2 separate regions of the Drosophila melanogaster genome follow, and region 1 is linked to region 2. The links are chromatin contacts, called in public Hi-C maps. All regions are on one chromosome and are shown on one strand. The core of a region is the stretch at or near the end of the contact, and the rest is flanking DNA. Distances in the headings are between cores, read along the strand shown. Region 1 holds the start of spz (spatzle). Region 2 holds the start of T48 (Transcript 48).

Region 1 (4,790 bases), core at 574-3,073, 190 kb before region 2:
GGTTTGTTCAGTTGAGGATTTAATTGATTTCTGAGAATTTTAGATTGTTTAGAACAGATATGTATGGGCATTACAATAATACAAAATTGCATCATCATGCAATTTAGTTATCTACTTACACAGCCCCCCTTCATTGCATTTTATTACGTACTAATTGATAAAGAAATTCTTATGAATCAACAGTGCAGCTGATGTTTCTACGAAATGGCCTCAACTCAGTCATTGGTGCATAATTCGGGGGAAAGGCTATGCTATGAGTAGATATGGCCAAGTAAAATGCATTCTGCTAAGAAGTTCCCGTTTTTCCATGGCGAACGACATCCACTTTGGGCCATAAACATAAGCACACAAGGTAGATCCATTCAGGCACGACTGCGTCAGATGCCGTTTACATGGCGATTACTTGCAGTGTGCGACTTAAAGATGCGGTTTTTTGTCCGCCGTTCTCGGAAATACCAATTGAGTCACCATCTTTCCCAAGCGCCTCAGCACGCTCCAAGGCGGCGACTGGCGGGCTAATTTAAGCGATTCGGATCTGCGGCTCCCATGACGCGTGCGCCAACGGAACTGGCGTTTGCGGCACCCGTTCGGAATATCAAATGTGTTAGAAATATTAGATGGGCTCCAACGTGGGGATAGTTTCATTGGTGGTGGTGCCGAGAGCAGAGCAGTTGTGCTCCGCGAGCTTTGATGCCGAGCTTTGGCCCGGCACCACTTTTACTTTCAGCAGCAACAAGTGCTGGCCGGCACCTTCTCACAGGTCAACTTGACCGACTGTGAGAAGCCCTACACTTGGCTAACATGGGTTTAGCCCGATAGAGAAGGTGGTAATCAACCACCCACTTGCCACAAAGTTTGGTTATTTTCAGCTCGGGGAAATTTCTATATTTTCGGGCTACCTATAAACTTGTTTTCTTTCTGGATTTAAATAAAAGTGATAATTCAATCGCTGCTTCTTTAAGTATACCTAATAAAAAAGCAATAAATCTCTAATCGCGTATGTTCAATAACAAGCGGACAGATAATAGTTAATTACTAAAATGGGTCGACGAAAAGGGCAAATTTGTACATAAGTGTTTATTAAGTACAGTATTCATTATTTCAAACGGAAACTTAATCATCCAAAATGCAGCTTTGATTGACTTCCGCAGATAACAAAGCTCTGACTTCGAGGCATCCAAACATTACTCTGTGGCTGCTCTAACTTTTTCGTAATATTTGTTTTAAAAAATTTTGCGATAACGAAGTTAATTTTTGGTGTCAAATGCCACTCAAACGATATGTACATTTTATGCAAAGCTTTATGGCAACTATGCTGATTAGAATGAATAAAATGTTTGTATGGAATTAGTTTTTGAAAGTATGTTTTTAACTTATGTGTTAAAATAGTACAATTGAGGGTTTGATATTCTTCTTAAAGCTCCAGTGATTTGTATTTGGTTTAACAACAGATGTAATTAAAAACGTTAGTCATTATAGTGTTAGTTTGATGTGCACTTACTTTTCTCCAAGTGTAATATGATTCAGATAATTCCGACTGGTAAAGTTTTTCGTGAAGCAGGCGCAATTAGTAGCACTGCTCGGAGTCAGCTGTGATAAAATCGCGGTCCGCTCGCCCAGACGTCCCGCTCCCTCGCACGACCCTCGCGCTCACTACCCATCCCGCTTCCACCGCCTCTGACCGGCGGCGTCTCGCTCGCGCACAGCGCCCGCTCCCGCTCACACTCTCGCAAGCTAGCTTAAAGCTGCACTTAAGCACTGAGCAATTGTTTGGGGGAGCAGACGAGTCGAGTCGGCGGCCTCTGGGCTCCACTTTTCATTTTCAGTTGCCTCCCAGACGTGCGCTCTCGCTGTCGTGTGTTCTCGATCGCGAGAAATCCAAATCGAAATCGCAGTCGAAATCGAACTTGGTTAATGCTTAACACTCTGCATGCCCGGGAGATATGGTGAAACTCTCGATCTGACCGGAAAATCCCAGCGCGCGTCGCTATAAACACTTAAGATCGGTGGCAGATGGTATCGGGCTTGAGGTCCATAAAAGCGCATTCATCTCGAGCTTTTCGTGTCACTCAAAGACGGCGCACAGAGCCGAAAAGTTGAAGACTCACATATCCTGCGATCAGCTACTTGGATAGCCCATTGCCCAGTTGCAAGCCAAATCGGTTATAAACGATATCAATATCGCGGCATTTCATCAGAGCAACCAAATCGAACCGATCCGAAAACGGTTCCACTAAAGCGGCGAGAGCGAAACTAAAGTGAAAAGCAAACCGACTAATTGAAGTGTCTGTCTGTGTGTCTCGCAAACGTGCAAAGGAAACAAACAAAACGGAATAGCCAACATATCACACAGAGCCACCGCACAAAATATTTATAAATAAATAAGAGGCAACAGTAACACCAGCTACCAGTATAAAGGCCCGGCATTAACATTTAGTCGTGCCAGTTTGTTTATTTTTTATATACGCAAAGCCCATAAAAAGAAAAAAACGCACAGATCACTAAAAAACAACAGCAGCCGGCGCTATAATAACAAAGTTGTAGAAATAAGAAAATTGGTATAAGACGCCACCGATCCGCCAATCACCTGCTATATACTATTACTAATCCCCGACGCAGACGTTCGCCGTCCGCAGAATCTATATATATTTATAAATCCAATTGATTAAGCCCGAGATCGAGCATGATGACGCCCATGTGGATATCGCTGTTCAAAGTCCTGCTGCTGCTGTTCGCCTTCTTTGCCACGGTGAGAAATTTACAATTTTACAAATTTCAAAACAGTCGAACCTCCATAAGGGAAACTTTCAAAAGAAGTTAAAGTTTTAAAATTTAAAGATCTTTGCGTCGAAACAATAATTTATTCCAAATCTATCTAATCTGATAAAAGGTTAAAGTCTCCTTGTCTTCTTAAGACAAGCACTTAAGATCTTAAGACTCCAGAACTTGATTTTTTGTTTATTTGAAACAGGTGCTCGCTTGTTCCAGTTATGAAAGTTCGACTGCATTTCTGTTTTTTTCTGTTCCGTGTTAATCTATGCTTAACATAACTGTCATTTCATTGCAATATATTTCGGGCTATGGGCTTTTTAGCTATTAAGATTTATTTTAGATTTTCCATAGTTGTTCTAGCAGTTCCATTAGCCGAAGGGCAGTTTCAAGTTTAAATTTAGTCACAGACTAGAAAACCTGTTCGCATTGCCAGCGGCAGGTTATGTGCAATTTTCATTCTCTATATGATAAATGCACATCATAGGCATTACAATAATATTAATTGACACAAACAATGCCAGACATTCTGCACACGACTTTGGAAGTAATTTACTGCCGGACAAATTGTATGATCATCTCTGTGAGAAAAGCAATTAGTTCGTATTAATGGCGTCGAATGTTAGAAAATCCGTTTGAAAAGCGCCCGAGAACTTTTGTCTTTCCGGTTTTCCGCGAATTCCGCAGCGGACCGGTTCTAAAGATCGTTTTCAGTTCTAGCTAAATTCCAATAGGTTCACGGAAAACCTAAAACTGTGATGGAAAAACGATCCAATGTTTGCCTTAGTTGCGTCTACGCCAAACACTGATGAACGCGTTTAAAAAAAGGTTGATTGCTAATTGATTGGGAAAAAACATTTCCGAGAAATCGCAAAAGTTCTCAGACAATCAAGTTCAGATGGGTTGGCACCTTAAAGCGGGTTTTCTACATGCTCGTCGAGACCCAATTTTAATTTGGGTAAATTCTGTTGACGATTCCATGGACTCTATTCAAGAATTTAAGCATAATAAAAAGTCTTGACGAGATTAGGGGCTATTATCAAGGCTTATTTATATCACTGCATATACATATATATATAACATAGAAATATTTTAAAGAGTAGCACTAAAAGTGCTGATAATTCTAAAATCGCCAAGCTATTTGCATAATTATGGTCCTCGGATTATCAATACATTAAAAGCAACTATTGGCTTGTTCTTTTATATAAATAACCTTCCGGTTGGATTATGTTGATTTTTATTCAGGATCGGCTTGCCTTTAGATTTTCCAATTATTCAGTCTTTATTGCTTGCGGAAGAGGGACATCCGTTTTCAAGTTGCTAAGCTAGAGGCAACTCTCGAGGGGATTATCAACTCTGATTTTGGACTCTGGCTGTTGTTATATGTATATAGGTTCGGGTCCTAACTCAACGGAACTATAGAATTGCGAGAGAAAACTGCGCTTGCCCGAAAAACAGCTGTTCAAACCTTTTGAATACGCAAATGTAGTGCCCGACAATAGAGAGAGAGAGAGAGAGAAGTCTGGGTTGACAAACAAACGAGCCCGAGCACCGACCCACGAATATATACTCCGTTGTCTTGGCAATGTTGATGAACTGCAAACAAAACTCTCACCTGTATCTTTCAGATAGTTTATATCAATATCGAATTAACGAAGCGACACGAGGCCGAGGTGAGGGCAGAGAAAACAGTGGCAGACTATAAGGCCCTTTTGGCTACCATTAACAATGGCGGACCCGGAAAGTCAGCATCTAATCACTTACAGGTGTGAGCACAGTGTCCCCGAGTGTCCCGAAACAGACCCAGTTGTATCGTTATGCTTAACACCTTAATAGCCTTAATTTGTCTGTGGTGTGGTCAAAACTTCTGAACCGAGACTAAAGTCTATTGTCTTGTCTTTTTATTTCGCCATTTTTGCTACAGTACGAGGCCAAGGAGTATGAACGTATCATCAAAGAGCTTTTTACAATAACCAATGATGAGGGAGTTGTCCTCTTTAATGTAAGTGTATACATAGGCA
Region 2 (4,138 bases), core at 1,436-3,935:
TGTGTTCGTATAATTCTGGGAAGAACTGAGATGATGACTACACTTAGTCCATTAGCAGGGCAGATGGAAACAGAGAAACTAAGTAGAAAGCACCCATGAAATCAAATGCTATGCAACTAAAATAACTAAATAATGAACAAAATCTTAATATATTTGAAATATAAATATATATCTTAAGTATAATTTAAAACCCACCTGAATTTTGCAGCATGCCGGGCAGCACCACCGACGACTCCGACTTGAAGCCTCCACTGAGACCGCTGCTGCTGCTGGTGGGCTTCTCCTGGCCCATGTCCAGGGTGGTGGAACCGTCCAGATCGACGAGTGTGTTGCCATTGTAGAGTCCCGCGTTGCGGTACTCTTTCGCGAAGGGCGTGGCAGCCTGTGCCGCCCCCACGATTAGCACTTGGACGAGCCAGAAGATGGCAGATGGGCCGCTTTGGGCCACTTCCACCGACCGCATTTCACTCGGGCACTCACTTCACATAGACGAAAGCCAGTAGTCGATGGGAATTATATTTATTATTGTGACGAAGCGTGACACTTTCAATTAACACCGCTCAGCGGCTGCCGCCGAATGCGAAAAAAATGTGTTACTTTTGATCATTAAATTAGTTGGAGTCGGCCGACTTGACTTTGATGGGGCACCGTAAATTCAATTTGCGCTCGACGTTTGCTCTCGTCTCGCACTTGTTACTCTTTTCCACCGCCAATTAGGCAAATGATGTGTGTCGGCAATTAGTGAAACGATCGTCCGTCCAAGTCACTAAAGTGTGTCAGACGTTTTTGGCACTGCAAAGATAAGGGAGCATAAACAGTGCGATTAGTACGGTGCGATTCAGAAGTTCGCATATGTGTGCCAATCTTTATCACTTTGGAGTGGCAGTAGGGAAAGGCTATAAAACAGATTTGGAATGGGTTTGCAAGTATTTTTAGCTTTCCCAAGGGAGCAAGCGATTCCGATTTCCAAGCGGGTTTTTTTTTTATCAAGTTCAAGAGAAATGCATATCGGAATATAAGGAATACTACAAGTTTAACATTCTTATCGCAGTAAAATAAAAATAAACACAACATCTTAAGAAATGTAAAGGTATACAAATCGTAGAATGTTTCTAAACACATATAATATATCGATCTTAAACTATTTGGGTTCCAAACATTTCCTGTCTCAAAGCATTCTAATACCCATGTGCATTCGTCACTATTTTGTTTGCTACCACTTGCATTACTATTCTACACTCGAATTTCTAACGGTAACCGGACAACACACATTGCCAACAGCTGTTAGTCGTTGTTGTTGCGCTGTTAATTGGTAAGTACGCGACATTTCTATCAATCAAACATAAAAGTCCGCGTTCATTTCCATAACAATTTTCCCGTAATATGCTGCGCATGCGCAGGATAATGAAAACGAGCCCACGAGAAATCCCGCGGTGGGAATTAGGGAATCAAAAGAAATCCCACAATAAGCCCCTCGCGAATGCCTCCGCCCACGCCTCTGCATGTGCAAGCGGGATGGCCAGAGGCAGGAAGTTCTGCGTGCGAGCGAGAGGCAGCGTGCACCCTTAGCGCCGCTCATAAATGTCAATGGAAATGAAAAGGCTGATGTTATTGTTTTTTTTCGTTTGTTTTTGGATGGAAAACAGAATGAACAACATGTGGGTTTCGCTTTATTAAACATCGCCTGGAGGAGGAAATGCCGAAGAGGCTCTACACACGACAAAAAATATACAAACATTCTAAAGACTCAAAACACTATGCTTAAATATTTGCAAATTTATTTTAAGGTCTTTCAGCACAATGATGTGATGTATTGATGTATAAATTTAAGGTTACTGTTTGTAATTCATTAAATATGATTGTTTTGCAATTGATTCCAATCCAGTTTGATTACTTTTTAAGTCGAGGTTCATGTCTGAATTTCATTTTTCTGTGCAACCAGAAGGTATTTATAAATTGAGCTCAAAAAAATAAAACGCACGAAAAATGTTCAAAAAATTTGCATATGTCAGTGTAACAAAAAACCGAAATTGATGGATGGAAAAAAGTCGGCGACTGAAAAACACACACTCGCGGGCTTAAGCCAAATAAGCTCTAAACGAAACGAAACGAGTTTTAACAAAATATTTTTGCATTGCTCAAACGCAGCTCAGAGCCGTCAGAGAAACAAACACAAATGCACGCCGGGGCCAAATAAAAGCCATTCAATTAATATCCGGACAGAAAACAACAAACAAAAGTCGCTGCAATTTTTCTGGTTTTATTTGTTTTGCACTGCTCCCATTTTGTGGTGTTTGAGGGGATATGGGAATTCGATAAACAAAATCGAAATTGGCCAAAATCGAAGGGATGTACCTTTTTTTTTCTTATTTTCGTCACCACTTGTTGGTCTTTGTTTATTGTTATTATTCTTTATTGGCACTTTCGGTGGCTGCGACAGCTGCGCGAACTAACGGTACGTGCAAATCGGTTGCGCAGCGCAGACGGATTGGCAACATAACCGTAATCGTTTGTTTTTGTTTTCGTTCTTTCGATCACTATCACTTCATCGATACTTCTTTCCCAAAACAGCACACGTTTACGCACCGAAGTTTTGGGAACACATTATCCATGCTGATATAATCCACGAACTCGACTCGACTCGATTCGATTTGATTCGATCCCTCGCGCGCGCTATGTAAAATTACAGATAGTGGCGCGATTCGGTTGCTTATATAGACTTTTTGCCATTTAGACGGACCGTTTATGGTAGTTTGAAAAATGCATGAAATACATTGAAGAAGCAAATGCTGATTGCCCACCTCTAGGGATCTCGCTCTTAAGGTTGTTGTCCTCGCAAAGCACTGGCGAGGTAAGAAACTTGGCTAAACCAGGGACTGTACGCACACACTGCTTGTATGAAGACGTGAGTACTGCTTGCTTAAGAGTGGGCGGAGCTTATTTAGGCACACTGCTTGCCACCCTTAAGTGAAACTTTGGCCGGAAGTAAAATTAGGGGTTAATTGCACGGCACTTCAGCCAATCAAACCGGGTTTCAGGCCACACTTCAGGTGTTTAGTGGGAAGGGGGTCCTTTTTTTTTATTATTATTATTAGTAAGCAGCATTTTAGGCGCCCCCGCTGCTGCTGTTAATTTTCTGATGTGCCGCGTAATTTGCTTTGTTTTTTTTTTTCACCCAGTTCCTCTGCCGACGTCGACGTCAGGATAAGCGTCGCTTGACCAGCGGAAGTAGAATTATTTGTGGCACTTCAGTCGCTCGCCGATTACCCAAGTGATTAGTTTGGACAGCTAACGCGGCACATCCTCAAACGAAATGCAACGTCACAAAGTTGAGATTGGCTCACCCGACGGCTCGCCGGGCATCAAAAGGAGTGACAGCTTAGATCCCATAGCGAACACTACGATTCTATCCGTGCCGCAACGTCCCTCGTCGCCGCGACAGTTTTTCGAACGTCTGTACGGGCATTTGGAAACGCGCTCCTCGGAAAATGGGGAAATCGACGTCGGAACACACGCCCACAAGCCGCCGCCCTGTGACACGCCCTATCACAGCGATGGAGGAAGCGTCTCCTCGCCAGACATTTCCATCAGCGATGAACGCACCTCGCTAGCCGCATATCCCGCCTACGATTTCTATGGTCACGCCAAGGACTATCCGCAGCATCCTAGCCAGCAGCACCAGCAGCATCATCATCATCACCATCATCCGCCGCAGCTGGTGCACCAGAAACTCAGCTACGTGAGCCCGCCGCCAGCAATTGCCGCCGGTGGAGCTGCGAATCCTGTCCTGCCACACGCATTCCCAGCCGGCTTCCCAAGTGACCCGCACTTCAGCGCCGGCTTTTCCGCATTTCGTGAGTACTTACATTTAAAAAAGAATGGTTTCTAACAATGTGTAGAATATTTGCAAAGCTATGCAGAATCTTTAGAACTACGAAAATAACTTCTTCAGAACCTTAACTCTTACATGTTTATTTTGAGGTTTCTTAGTTCTTACACACTAAGTACAAGAGTAAATTTGAGCTACTACGAATTTGGTCCTAACTAGATATTTAGGTGAGCGGGGATTTGTACTACGGCGGGGGCGAGGATTTCTTTGGCTTTCCCTGCTTCGCTGCTTTCTCCGCCGCCGCCTTCT

The links. A called contact is a pair of places that touch in the nucleus more often than the background predicts.
Region 1: a contact with region 2 is called in a Hi-C map of the Kc167 cell line, with 2.8 times the contacts expected there. A contact is called at or near these places in 4 of 107 Hi-C or Micro-C datasets (the Kc167 cell line, the S2 cell line, brain and 1 more).

The regions. Positions count from the first base shown.
Region 1 is chr3R:27,067,103-27,071,892 of dm6, reverse strand. spz (spatzle) reads left to right here and starts at 1,823. Exons shown (of 6, transcript NM_001144644.2): 1 at 1,823-2,749. The coding sequence starts at 2,684.
Region 2 is chr3R:26,880,281-26,884,418 of dm6, reverse strand. T48 (Transcript 48) reads right to left here and starts at 2,685. Exons shown (of 3, transcript NM_001276070.1): 1 at 2,356-2,685; 2 at 196-792. The coding sequence starts at 463. ro (rough) reads left to right here and starts at 3,248. Exons shown (of 3, transcript NM_170294.1): 1 at 3,248-3,854. The coding sequence starts at 3,314. CG5500 reads right to left here. Exons shown (of 3, transcript NM_143254.3): 3 at 3,960-4,138. The coding sequence ends at 4,074.